Regions from separate parts of the Sus scrofa genome. Here region 1 is linked to region 2. The links are chromatin contacts, called in public HiChIP or PLAC-seq maps. All regions are on one chromosome and are shown on one strand. Each heading gives the region's core, a stretch centred on a gene start, on an enhancer-like site or on the middle of the called end of the contact. The rest is flanking DNA. Distances are from core to core; before and after follow the strand shown.

Region 1 (6,167 bases), core at 748-3,247, 89 kb after region 2:
GGGAGAAGAACCCGGAGACAGGGACTAGGCAGGGGCCCAGCGCCTCAGGGACTGTGACTCACATCCCATTGAGTGGGGACGCTCTCCTGGAAGCAAGACGAGCCCCCTTCTCGTCTCTAAAAAGAAATATTTGTACAAGAAGAAAGGGCTCCTGGAAATTAACACTATGCAGCGGACACAAAAGCTTCAGTGGAAACAATCCTACGGAAGCAGAGCAGAAAGGTGCAGATGGAAAGGAGGAGAGAGCAGCCGAAGCGTTCTAGGGCCCGGCTCAAAGTCTGAGAGCCTAAATTAAGGACTTTAGAGAGAGCTAACTGCAGCCATTAGGGAGTCTGCTCGGGGACCCATGAGTCATCAGTAGAAACGATTGTTGAGTGAGACAACCACTGAAATCCTTTGCCAGGACTGAAGGACAGGAGTTTCCAGACTGGGGGCCTTTTGAGTGCCCAACGCAGGAAATACAACTGGGGGCACATGCAGGCCCCGTGGCGTGAGATTTCAGGAGAAGATCTTAAAGGCCTCCACTGCTGGTAAAGCGTTAGAAAGTGGAACGGCCGTGGACTTCTCCCACTCCTAGGAGGGAGCAGTGCCTTCAGAGTCTGAAGGAAGCCTTCTGGCTTAGAATTCCATACCCAGGCAAACGACAAATCAAGGGTGAGGGCAAAGTGAAGACATTTTCAGCTTTGCAAAAATATTTTAAATAAAAAGTGATCTCCCAGACACCTCTGTCAGCTTCACCAAGTGAGTGAATACAAAAATACATGGATGATGAGAGAGGGAGAAAACGGAGGAAGAGCCCAGACAGAAAATCCACCTGCCCAGTCTGGGGCTAACTCCCCACCTGCCCAGCCCCACTGAGAAAGGTGGCCACGCAAAGTCCATGGGAGAACCTCCTTGGATCAGAGCGGCGGGGCCCCAGCTGTGGCTGTGGAGGGTTCATAGGGACGTCTGACCACACTCCGGCTGCAGAAGCAGGAGCTTTTTAATCCCTGCCAGGCGGTACAGGAGAACTCCCTGAACCAGAGCTACCCAGAAACGCCTACAGGCTTGAATGTGTCTCCTTTTCCTGGGGCCAGAGGAGAGAGGGACATGAGACTCATTTTTCCATTTATCCTTTATTTTGAATTCGTATTTTATTTATTTACTTTTTATGGTCACACCCACAGCACAGGGAAGTTCTCTGGTCAGGGATAAGTCCGCACCTTGCCAGCCACCTGAGCCACGGTAGCTGGTTCTTAACTCACTACAACCACAGCAGGAACTCCTTGAGCTTTTGACCTTTAATATGTGTTATACCTTTTAAAATGTGTACACAGACACACAGACCACCCCCCCACACACACACACCAGTGCCGTGGCCTGGAGGCTCTCTCCCCAGCCCGCCCTGACATCTTAGTACCCACCGGGCCCGCGCTCGGACTTCGGTCGCGCGCACCACCGGGTTCAGACGTGAAGGCGCAGGATGGAGGCCTCCTTTGGAAGGAGACATGAGTCGCCTCGCTACCCGGCCGCCCCATTGTCCCTCGGTGGGATGCTGGTCCACACCGTTGGGCAGCAGGGGTTACAAAACTGATCCCTCCACGCTCGCCCTCTCCTTCTCGGACGGCCCTCCACCACCTAACCAGGCACTGGGCCAGACCTCCAGGGACAGCCCCTGGCCGAGCCGCAGGTGTAAGCCGAGTGGGGAGGATCGGGAGCCTGGCCTTCCCGGGGCTCCTAGCCCCACCTTTGGCCCCGCCGTCCGCCCCGCCCCTAATCCCTTTCCTCCTCTGGCTCCGCCCCGCAGCCCTAAACTCCAATTCGCGACCGGCCTTCCGCCCGGCCTCGCGCCCTCTTCCACCTCGGGCCCCGCCCCGAGTCCAGTTCCTCCTCTGGCCCCGCCTCGCGCCCGTAGCTCCACCCGCAGCCCCGCCTTCCTACCCGCCCCGCGCCCTAGCTCCACCTCCAGCCCCGCCTTCCGCCCCAGCCGCGCGCCCCACCCACTTCTGGCCCCGCCCTGCGCTCCCGCCCCGCGTCCTCCGCCCGCCTCACGTGTCTTCCCTGCTCCCGGCACGTCGGAGCGGCTGGGCAGCGCGGGAACTCCCCGGGACGGCGCGATGGAGTCGAGTGGCCATCAGGCAGAGGCCCCAGGCCGCGGTCCGCGGGTGTTGGTGGTGGGCGGCGGCATCGCCGGGCTGGGAGCGGCGCAGAGGCTCTGCTGCTGCTCCGCCTTGCCGTCCCTGCGGGTTCTGGAGGCCACAGCCCGTGCCGGTGGCCGCATCCGCTCGGAGCGCAGCTTCGGTAACAGCCTGCCCCGGAGCTCCTTCCCGGAACTCCTTCCCGGAACCCCTTCCCGGAACCCACTCGGTGCTGCGGGAGCTCTGCCGTCTCCTGGCTGGGCCTGCTTCCAGGGTTATGCGACCCGGAACCGTTATCTAGCCCCGTGATGGAATCCTCGCCGCGCCTCCCTTAATTAGCCAAAGTTCAGTGGTCCCGAAACTCAGCTGCCGTCATTGAGCAGGGGCGAACGGGGCCCAGGGCTCTACGCAGTTACTCTGGTTCTGTCCCTGCAGGGAGCTCCCCCTGTGGCCTTCCTTCCCCCATAGGCACTACCTCCAGGTGTTCTCCCAAGGCAGGTGCAGGCCAGCCCCTACCTCTTGGGGGTCTGCCTGGAGAGTCCGTTGTCCTTAGGGACCGTGTGGCCCTTTGGCTGATTTTCAGAGCATGTTGGGAAGGGCAGAGCTGGTGTGGTACTTGAGAAGGGCTGGGGGAGGGAGCCTCGAGGTGGCATCTCTTGCCCTCTCCCAGGTGGTGTGGTGGAGGTAGGTGCTCACTGGATCCATGGGCCCTCCCAGAGCAACCCCGTCTTCCAGCTGGCTGCCAGGTATGGGCTGCTGGGGGAGAAGGAGTTGTCCGAGGAGAACCAGCTGGTGGAGACCGGGGGTCACGTGGGCCTGCCCTCTGTGACCTACACCAGCTCCGGGGGAAGCGTGAGCCTTGAGCTGGTGGCGGAGATGTCCAGTCTGTTCTACAGCCTCATAGACCAGACCAGGGAGTTCCTGCACTCGGCCGAGGCCCCGGCGCCCAGCGTTGGGGAGTACCTCAAGAAGCAGATCCGGGAGCACGTGGCCAGCTGGGCAGAGGGTGAGGGGACCAAGATGCTCAAGCTGGCCATCCTGAACAACCTCTTCAACGTGGAGTGCTGTGTCAGTGGTACCCACAGCATGGACCTGGTGGCCCTCGCGCCTTTTGGAGAGTACACAGTGCTGCCTGGGCTGGACTGCACCTTTCCTGGGTATGTGCAGGCTCCACGCACCTGGACAGCCCTCCACGCCCCCAGGGCCCCCCTCCCTGTAACTCAGTCAGTCTTTGGGTAGAAGGGGCTGGGTGGGAAGTACAGGGAGCTGTTTGTCTTCCTGTTTCAGAGATTGGTCATTTATGTCCCTGTTTTGCTGATTCATGAAAAAGAAACTTATTTTCAAGAAAAAATGGGTAAAAGAAGGAAACATATCTTGGAATCTTCTGGTGCTTTGTCCTCCCACGTTTAGGTGGCCTCCTGCGTGCGTGTAAGCGCTGTGTGGAGGCTTCAGCCTCAGGCAGGCGGTGTCGGGGGAGCTGCTCCCCCACCAGCACTCACAAGACTCTCCAGGACTGTCCTGCTGGACTTACTCTGGTGCCACCTCTGGGCCTGTGGCCCCAAGGCTCCTGCACAGGGGCTGAGGGTGGGCACGGTGACTCAGTCGACCCAGACCTGGGGCCCAGGCCAGCCGAGGAGGGACCTGTTCTCCACCGTGACCCGGCCCGCTTTGCATCCCTTCGCCCACTTGACCCTCTGGGGGACCTGGAGGCGCGAGACCCCTCTCTCCCTGCCCCCCTCCGGGGCTGAGCCGAGCCCTCGGGCCGCGCCAGAGCCCCTGCAGCTCTGACCTGGTGTGAGCTTGGAGGGCTTGTTGCAGAGACTCATCTCCAGGCCTGGTCCTAAGCAGGCCACACCTCTCTCTCCCAGGGGCTACCAAGGACTCACGGACCGCATGGCGGCCTCCTTGCCCACGGACGTGATGGTTTTCGACAAGCCCGTGAAGACCATTCGCTGGAACGGGTCCTTCCAGGAAGCCTCTGCTCCTGGGGAGGCGTTTCCAGTGCTGGTGGAGTGTGAGGATGGAGGCTGCTTCCCAGCGCATCACGTCATCGTCACTGTGCCCTTGGGTAAAGCCCCCCCTGCCCGGCAGCGTCCTCCAGTTCCCGTCCCAGGGCCCCCCTCTGGCTTTCTCCAGGCTCTCTGGCTCTGGGGCGTTTTGTAAACCCATGTTTTCATTCTGAATTTTGGGTGGAGTTCCTCTGTTGTGCTTTGTAGCAGTCGAGTGCTTTGGAATTCCGTCTCACAAAGAAAACGCGGATCAGTGGGTGTCTTGCTCTTTTTGGAGGTAGTTTATGGAAAGGTCGGGAGCCTCCGGAGGCTCGCCAGGCCACTTGCTTAGAGGTGGGAAGGGCGAAGGCCAGGCATCAAGTCTAGGTCTGGGGGGTAATTGAGGAAGGAGTCCTGTGTAATCCTGTGCAATCCAGACCCGATGCTTTAGATGGAGTCTTGGCGTGGGAGCTGGCTGTCTGGTAGAAGGTGGAGGTGGCTGAAAGCAGGTTGGGCTGCTCAGCTCATTCGCTCCTCCTGGGACACACCTGCCCCATCCCCTGAATGACATATGCAAACAGACACAAGTCACTTCACTGCCCAAGTTCACAAAGCCAGCAGGTGCCAGAGCAGAGGTAAGGTGAAGGCAGGGAGTTCCCGTCGGGGCTCGGGGATGGATGAATGAATCTGACTAGCGTTGATGAGACACAGGTTCGATCCCTGGCCTCACTCAGTGGGTTAAGGATCTGGCGTTGCTGTGAGCTGTGGTCACAGACGTGGCTCAGATCCCGCGTTGCTGTGGCTGTGGTGTAGGCCGGCGGCTACAGCTCCAATTCATCCCCTAGCCTGGGAACCTCCATATGCTGGGAGTGCGGTCCTAAAAAAAATAAAAATAAAAGATGAAGGCGGGAGTCACGGCCCCACCCCCCATGGCCTGTGGGTCCCCGCAGAGGGTCCTGGGTGTAGGTAAGCTTGTTTAATGTGCAGCTCCTTTTTCCCACGACGGAACCACACCAGACGTGGTAACATGGTTCTGCTGCTGCGTGGTCTCTGGATCAGCGCCGACAGGTCCAGCCTGGCCTTCGTTCTTTCCCACGGGTGGCCCCATTCCCGCACGGCTGTGCGCATGCTCACGAGGCTGCTGCTGGCAGCAGGGGCGTCACTGCGGCTGTGGCGCCGTTGTTCACAGGGCCAGGCACCTGTCATGTTTGTTTTTACAGCTGCCCCGTGTCTTCTCCATGGAGGTGTCGTGACGATATTGATGGCAGTTTGGGTTGTTGCCAGGTGTTCTCTCGCACGCAGTGTGTGTGTGTGTGTTTGAACACGCTCGGGGCTATAAGTGCAGGATTGATTCCAGCAGCAGGAACTGCCAGGCTGAAGGTCTGCCCAGAGAGGGGGTGGCTGCGGGCGGCTGGCCCTCTCCTGGACCCTCACAGCCGGTGTCTAGTTTCCTGGTGGGTTGATTGTCCTTTTCTTACGGGCCTGCAAGATGGGCTTGTGCTGTGAGTTTCGTCCCCTTGTGGTTTGGCTTTGGGCTCAGCACCGATTCTTTTTTTTTAATTCAATGAATTTTATTATGTTTATAGTTGTACAGCCGTCATCACAACACAGTTAGTTTTCATGTAGCTTCTGGATAAAGCCTGTAGATTTCACTGCTCCTCCAAACGAATCCTGGGCAGGCTGAGAGGCAGAAGGCCCAGGAGTGAGCTCTGTCCCTGCCTGGCCAGGTGTGCAGGGGCCCTGTCGTGTCCCTGCACCACAGTGCTGGCCTCCGAGGCCTGGAGCCCCGGCGGCCAGCCCGCCTGGGTCCCAGATGCCTCTTTCTCTCCCTCCTCTGACGGGGTTGGGGCACGTCTGGTGCTGTCGCTTCCAGCAGAAGAGGGTCACGCGGTATAAGTCCTCTTATGATTCCAGGTTTTCTTAAAGGACATCTGGACACCTTCTTTGAGCCACCCCTGCCCCCTGAGAAGGTCGAAGCCATCAGGAAAATAGGCTTTGGGACCAACAATAAAATCTTCCTGGAGTTTGAAGAGCCCTTCTGGGAGCCAGGCTGCGAGCGCAT
Region 2 (6,368 bases), core at 3,224-5,723:
CCAGCTGGTGGGCTCTCAGGGGCTCCGGGCGCACAGAGCCTCAACCCCCCTTCGGTGGTCTGGGTGCCGAGCCCTGAGTCAGACAAAGGTCTCTGGACCGGCTCAGTGGGGACCTGGGTGGGGCCGCTCCCAGGTGGGTGTCCCGGACAGAACTGGTCATGGAGAGACACGTGGCAAACTGATGCAGCGAAGCCTCCTCCAGCCCTGGCTGTGGGGGCTCCAGGGTGTAAAGGATCCGAGTGCCCGCGCAGGCGCCGGGGAGACGCGGGGGGGGGGTCGCTCCCCTCGGCCCCTTGGCTGGCTCCCCTGGTGCAGTGGAACCCACGCACTGTCTCTGGCACAATTACAGACCACAGGCGGGCCTGTCCCCTCAGGAATCCAACTGGAGTCGGGCTCTGAGTTTAAAGAGCACAGGCTCAGGCCTCACCGGGACACACCTCGGGCGGGATGGGCGGCGTCTGGCTTCCGTCCCCCTTCCCGCCACCAGGCCTTCGCAGCACACTTCAGTAACTGGGTCAACTTCCCTTTAAAATTCATCATGACTTTTCATTTTTCCAGGAACATAGGGAGGACGATGGCTATGAAGGCAAGTAATGCAGTGTGAGCCTCGCTCCCCATGGAGCCACACCTGCCTCGCCTGGGGGCAGCAGGACCTCGGCCCCCGGCGACCTGCAGTCCTTGCGGGGGGAGAAGGGCCTGGCGTCCCCCTCCCCCATGGTTAGCGTGCGGCCTGCACCCACGTGGCCAGTGAGTCTGCAGCCAGAGCCTGTCTGTAGCTCCATGGGGAGGGCAGGGGAGGCATTAGGCAAGGCGCCCTCGGGCCCAGCCGGTGGCTGGGGAGCTAACATGAGATGCCCCTGAGCGGTTTCCCCCAGCCGTCCCAGCCCTGAATGCGAGGGCTGGGGGCCACCCTGCAGACCCTCGGAGGGGTGGACCGTCATTTCACTTCGTGCCTGGGTGTCATTTTCCCAAATTAACTCAGCACGTTGTCAAGCGGCAACAGAAGGATGACCAGCAGGTCCCCAGCCACTGCCGCCCCGGTGACTCAGGGCCCGGCCTTTTGGTCACACCTGGCCCCTGGTGCGCCAGTCCTGCTGTGCATGCACTGTGACTCCTCTTCCCACCGGACACCCGCTCACCCTGGTCTCGCTTCTGCTTTGCCCCCCCAAGGCAAGCGGTAGAGCCAGGCCTGAGAGTGTGCCCCACAATCCCCCGAGGCCACGGCTCCAAGGCCGCCTGGCCCACGAGTGGACGCCTTATGCACACTCACACACACGCCCCCTCCCCCCAGAGCATCTTGCCTCAGGCTCCAGGATGCTTTCTAGTTTAAAAAAAAAAAAGCAGGAAAAATTCCCTGAAACAAGTGTGAAAGTTTCCATTCAGTTACTACCACGAGCCACCTAGTAGTGAAAATAACTAGTAAGTTTCATTAGCAGTCCTGGCACCAAACGGTGACTGTCATCTCTTTGTTGGAAATCAGTTTCCTGCTGCAGCCGCGAACAGTCCACTAGGTTCTGAGCAGAGGCAGCTGCGGAAGCAAGGGTGTGGCGGGCAGGCCCACAGTCACCCTCCAAATACCTAACTGGTGCTCTGTACAGAATGGTAAGCTCTGTTTTGGTCCATTTCCAGGACAGTGTCTGAAACTATGCTCACTGTCTTTCAGTAAAGTTTGGTACAAACAGGATTTTTTAAAAACAGTTTTGAACATGTTACCCACAAACAGACTTGTGGCATCAATTATAACGCTGTTAACAACAAAAACAAAAACCTGAAAAATGTAGAGAATGCCCAGATGCCTGCAGCGCACGGGTAGCAGCAGTGCTGCAGCCCAGGAGAGGCTGTGGCGGAGGGCACCGCTTGCCCTCTGGGACCCATCTCAGGCCCTGGGATGGGTTGCCCCCGGTGACAGCAGCCAACATGTCCCGGCTTCGCCCTCCCTCCCCAGCGGGATCCCCGGCTCACGGCTTCGCAGCCCTAGGAGAAGTAATACCTGCAGTAGGCGGCCAGGGGCGAGGGGAGGCGTCCCGGTACCTGCGGGAGGGAGCCTGCTGCACCGCGGGACACCGCCGGGAAGCCGTACAGGTGGGTGCCCAGGGGGAAGGGCAGGGCAAACGGGTGCAGCAGCGGCCTGGCCGCCAGCTTCATCCTCTCCACCTCGGCCTCCTGCAGTCGCTTGGCCTTGGCTCGGCGGTTCTGAAACCAGATCTTGACCTGCGTCTCGGAGAGGCTCAGGCTGCCGGAGAACTCAGCGCGCTCGGCGATGGACAGGTACTGCTTCTGGCGGAACTTGCGCTCCAGGGCCAGCAGCTGCGCGGTGGTGAAGGGCGTCCGAGGTTTGCGGTTCTTGTGTGGCCGGAGGGGGCAGGGGGCGGGGCTGGGGGCGCCTGGGGGTAAAGAGCACAAAGCGGGCGCTGAGACCCGGCAGCGCGCGCTCCTTTCCCGCACTCCTGGATCACCGCAAAGGCTGGTGCCGGATGCAAGTTGCGGCTGGGTGACCGCGGCCCTCAGAGGAGACCTCCAAAGCCTCTGGGGTAAGAGAAGCGAGGCACAGGGGCGATGGCGCGTCGCGGTAGCCTCGGGCTCTGTTCCCCAGATCGGTGGCCCTGCGCCCCAGGGAGGGGGACCTCTGCCCATTTGGCGAACTGAGAGACTGGGCGCGAAGTCGCTGCAAGAACTGAGTGGTAACCGCAGAGGCGGGACTCGGCGAAGCGGAAGTTAACCACGCGTGGGGACTGACGGGGCTGAAGGGGTGCTCGGCAGGAGAGAATCTGAGACAAGAAGCCCGGGGTCTTGGGTTGCGCGCTCCGCCCCAAGGTACAGCAGAAGCCTGATCGGCGTGGGACGGGGAGCAGCTGCAGGGCTCGCGCGCGCGGGAGGGGGCGGACGGGCTCGTGGGGGCTGGTTCTTTCTCTGCGCTCAGGCCGCACCTTAGTGGCTGGTTACTCTCCAAAGTTACAAGGGACAGCGCCCTTCCCGCCCTGGTCCTCCGACCTTGGGCTTGGTGGGATCCTCTCGCACCCTGGGACCGTGCGGCAGGGCACTTACGTGGGGAGGACGAGGGGGCGGCCAGCGGAAACCAAGTCCTGGGTTCCGCGGCGCCCCGCGGCCTCTCCTCCCGGGGTTCCGTGGGCTCCGAGCCTAGCCCGCGCTCTGCTTCCAGCAACGACTCGACGCTGAAGGGCAGCGGGCCGGGCCCCGCACCGTCCCCGCCGCACGTCCTGAGCCCAGCGGGGTTCATGCCGAAACTCGGCGAGACGGCCCCGGCTCGGCGGCGCCCCGCCCCTCAGAGCCCTATAAAAGGGCGGTGCCCCTGTCGTGGTCGGCTGTCCAATCGCGCGGTCGCTGCAGCGTAGATCTAGGCGCTCATTGGCTGCGCCGACCCGGGAGGCAGGACGGGCAGGGAGGGGCGGGACCCTGGCTCCCCAGGCCCGCCCGCCTGGCGCGCTCCACTCTCCCGGCGCCAGCCTGTCCTATTCCGAGCGCTGCGCTCCTGGGTCCTGTCCCAGGCGGCTGGAGCAGCTGTGGAGCAGGAGGAGCTGGCCCCGGCCTCCCCACGCGGCGGAGCCCAGAGAGGGCGCGACCTGGTTGAGCGCAAGCCGGTGACCGCGCGCGGCTCCAGCGGCACAGAGAGTTCAGCGCCATCAGAGACGCGGCGCCCGCGCCTCCTGCCGTGTTGTCGCTCTGTCGCTCGCCGGCTGCTCTTCCCCCTGCGCCCCAGCGCGGAGCCAGAACCCTCGGCATGAGCCTGCCGTGGCCCGGGCGCTCTCTCCGAACCCTGGGGGCCGCTTTTCATGGACGCTGCGCCCGGACTGAGGATTCTGCTTCCATGACCTTGAAGTCGGGCCGCTGTGCTCTGACCCTGAGTGGCTTTTTAGGAGCTCTCCCAGGTGTCCCGCTACCTGACCCCAGGTGCAGACAGCAGGGCCCAGCGAAGGTCCCTAGACAGGGTCTGGAGCCGCGGGGAAGGCGGAGGGGCCGACCTCTTACCTCCTCGGACGCACGGCCGGGACACAGGCAGGACCCTTCCGGCGGGTCCTGGTCAGGGGCCCCCAGTCCATCTCTGGATGTTGGATTGGCTGTCAGCCTTTCTCGCTTCACACTTGCTGGGCGAAATTGTCCAGAGACCGGGAACCTGAGACCCGGGAAAAGCCCCCGGTTGGGGGACTTAACCCCCAAACCCCCCGGGGCCCCCAGACCAGGCAGAGAAGGTCCCCCACGACTCGGAGGAGGAGAAGCCAAGGCGGGACAGAGGCACGCACTTATCCGGATTGTTTTACCAAAACTAGACGACTCTTTGGTTTAAAAACCTTCTTGGGTGCTGCAGAGAAGCCCTGCTCCCCACTCCCTCCCTCCATGGAGGAAACCCTGGCTGAGTTTCAAAATAAACCATGAAATTGGTTTGCGGATGACGACTTTATGTCCAATTACTATCTCAGAACACAGGACCGGCAACCAAATTCGATGCATGTTTACTTTAGGGGTTTTTGTTGTTGTTTTACTTTTTACAGCCACACCCGTGGCATATGGAGGTTCCCAGGCTAGGGGGTCTAATTGGAGCTGCAGCTGGCGGCCTACACCACAGCCACAGCAGTGCAGGATTCAAGCCGAGTCTGTGTCCTATGCCATAGCTCACCGCAAGCCGAATCCTTAACCCACTAATCGAGGCCGGGGATCAAACCCGCAATCTCATGGTTCCTAGTTGGATTCGTCTCCGCTGCACCATGATGAGAACTCCTCTTCATGTCTATTTTTGAAAAACCAAGGTTGCTTTAGTGAAATCTAGCTTTGGGGACCACTTTGTCTAGAGAAATTCATTCAGAAAGTTTTTTCCATGACAGTTTAGAAGCAGGACTGAAAGGAGCCCTCAAACCCCTCCAGGGCCAGGGCTCTGTCTGCGGCCAGAGCTGCTCTTTCCGTTTTCCGTGACGGATTGTCCCTTTCTGATGGAATAAAGATGTTCGGAGTTGATTGAAGATCATTAAAGCCCTTGCTTTGGAAGCACTCCCTGGAATGTCTGGAGAATTTTAGTGAGGATGACAGCCCACTGCCCCCGCTTACCCCAGGTCCACTCAGCACTCCCTAGAGGCATGTCTAGACTGTGGGGGTCAGGTGGCCAGTCAGGGGTCAGGGGTCAGGTGCAGGGCCGACTTTCAGGACAGTCTCACTCTTCCCTGAGGGTCCAAACTGGCATCCGCCCCTGACGGCAAGGCTGGGCCAGCACTGACCAGGCCCCTGCCTGGCACAGGCTCCCACGGGGGAGCAGCGGAGGGAGGGAGGATATGGGGGTGAGAGTGGGGCCCTGAGCTTGGACATCAAAGCCCAGACCCCAGTTTTGAGCACAGACAAGTCTCCAGCCCGGTGGCATCTGTGGCCCCTCTGGGCTCTGGGATTGGAGGTGGGGCCACGGGCCATTCTTGAGGCTGGTAGGTGCTGAGGCCAGTGCTCCCCCACCCCCATCCCAGGTGAGCCCTTGAAACAATGCCAAAGCCCCAAAGACCTCCCGCTCAATCTACATAGGCAGTGTCCCTGGTTCGAATGGCATTGTTCCTGCAGTTTGCTCTGAGTCACGAGGGGACAGATCAAGCGAAGGCCCGGACACTTTGACTGCTGTGTTCCAGTGTCTCCTCTTGGTGCTGACTTCATGGGCAGTGAGCATATCCTTAGCTTCCAGAAATGAGTGCCGATTACAGACATGGGGGTGTTGGAAGCCCCGAGGACCTTCCTTAGTGGGGTCAGGGTAGCGGGATGAATTTGGAGAATGGATTTTGTTTAGTAGGATTTATCCAGCCAAGTTTGGAACTGTGCAGGACTAAAATGGATATTCTCCTCCTCTTAAGGCTTGGAGGAGTTCCTGGTGTGGTGCAGAGAAAACAAACCTGACTAGTATCCATCCATGAGGATGTGAGTTCAATCCCCGGCCCCGCTCAGTGGGTCGGGGATCTGGCGTGGCCATGAACTGTGGTGTAGGTCGCAGATGAGGCTCGGACCCTGAATTGCTGTGGCTGTGACACAGGCTGGCAACTACAGCTCGGATTTGATCCCTGGCCTGGGAACTTCCGTATGTTTTGGGTGAGCCTCCCCCCCCCAAAAAAAAAGAATAAAGAAAGAAAAAAAGAAAAGCTTGGCGGAGGGGAATGTCTGATGCTTCGGAGGTGAAGTCATGCAGAGCTCACGCAGTCGGTGCCGTGGGACTGAAGCTTACGTTACTGAAGAAACTGATTGTCCCCTTTAGGACAGCGATGGCAGTGTCCCGTCCTGGCCACAGTCTCCGTGGTGACATTGCCGTTTGTACACAGGGGGCCACTGACAGCAGCTGGCTCCCAGGTCCTGGGCCAGGGAGGACCACCCACCCCTCCCAGCCCCTTCCA

The links. HiChIP or PLAC-seq counts read pairs in DNA pulled down with a chosen protein or histone mark.
Region 1: an H3K27ac HiChIP or PLAC-seq map of alveolar macrophages shows a contact between it and region 2. The contact joins the promoter of PAOX here to the promoter of VENTX in region 2. A contact is called at or near these places in 4 of 47 Hi-C or Micro-C datasets (alveolar macrophages, heart right ventricle, liver and 1 more) and 2 of 2 datasets of contacts at active chromatin or transcription factors (alveolar macrophages and skeletal muscle).

The regions. Positions count from the first base shown.
Region 1 is chr14:141,358,512-141,364,678 of Sscrofa11.1, forward strand. PAOX (peroxisomal N(1)-acetyl-spermine/spermidine oxidase) reads left to right here and starts at 1,998. Exons shown (of 7, transcript XR_002338879.1): 1 at 1,998-2,280; 2 at 2,788-3,274; 3 at 3,986-4,185; 4 at 6,020-6,167.
Region 2 is chr14:141,266,906-141,273,273 of Sscrofa11.1, forward strand. VENTX (homeobox protein VENTX) reads right to left here and starts at 4,474. Exons shown (of 2, transcript XM_021073937.1): 1 at 1,991-4,474; 2 at 1-578. The coding sequence starts at 2,634. The coding sequence ends at 527.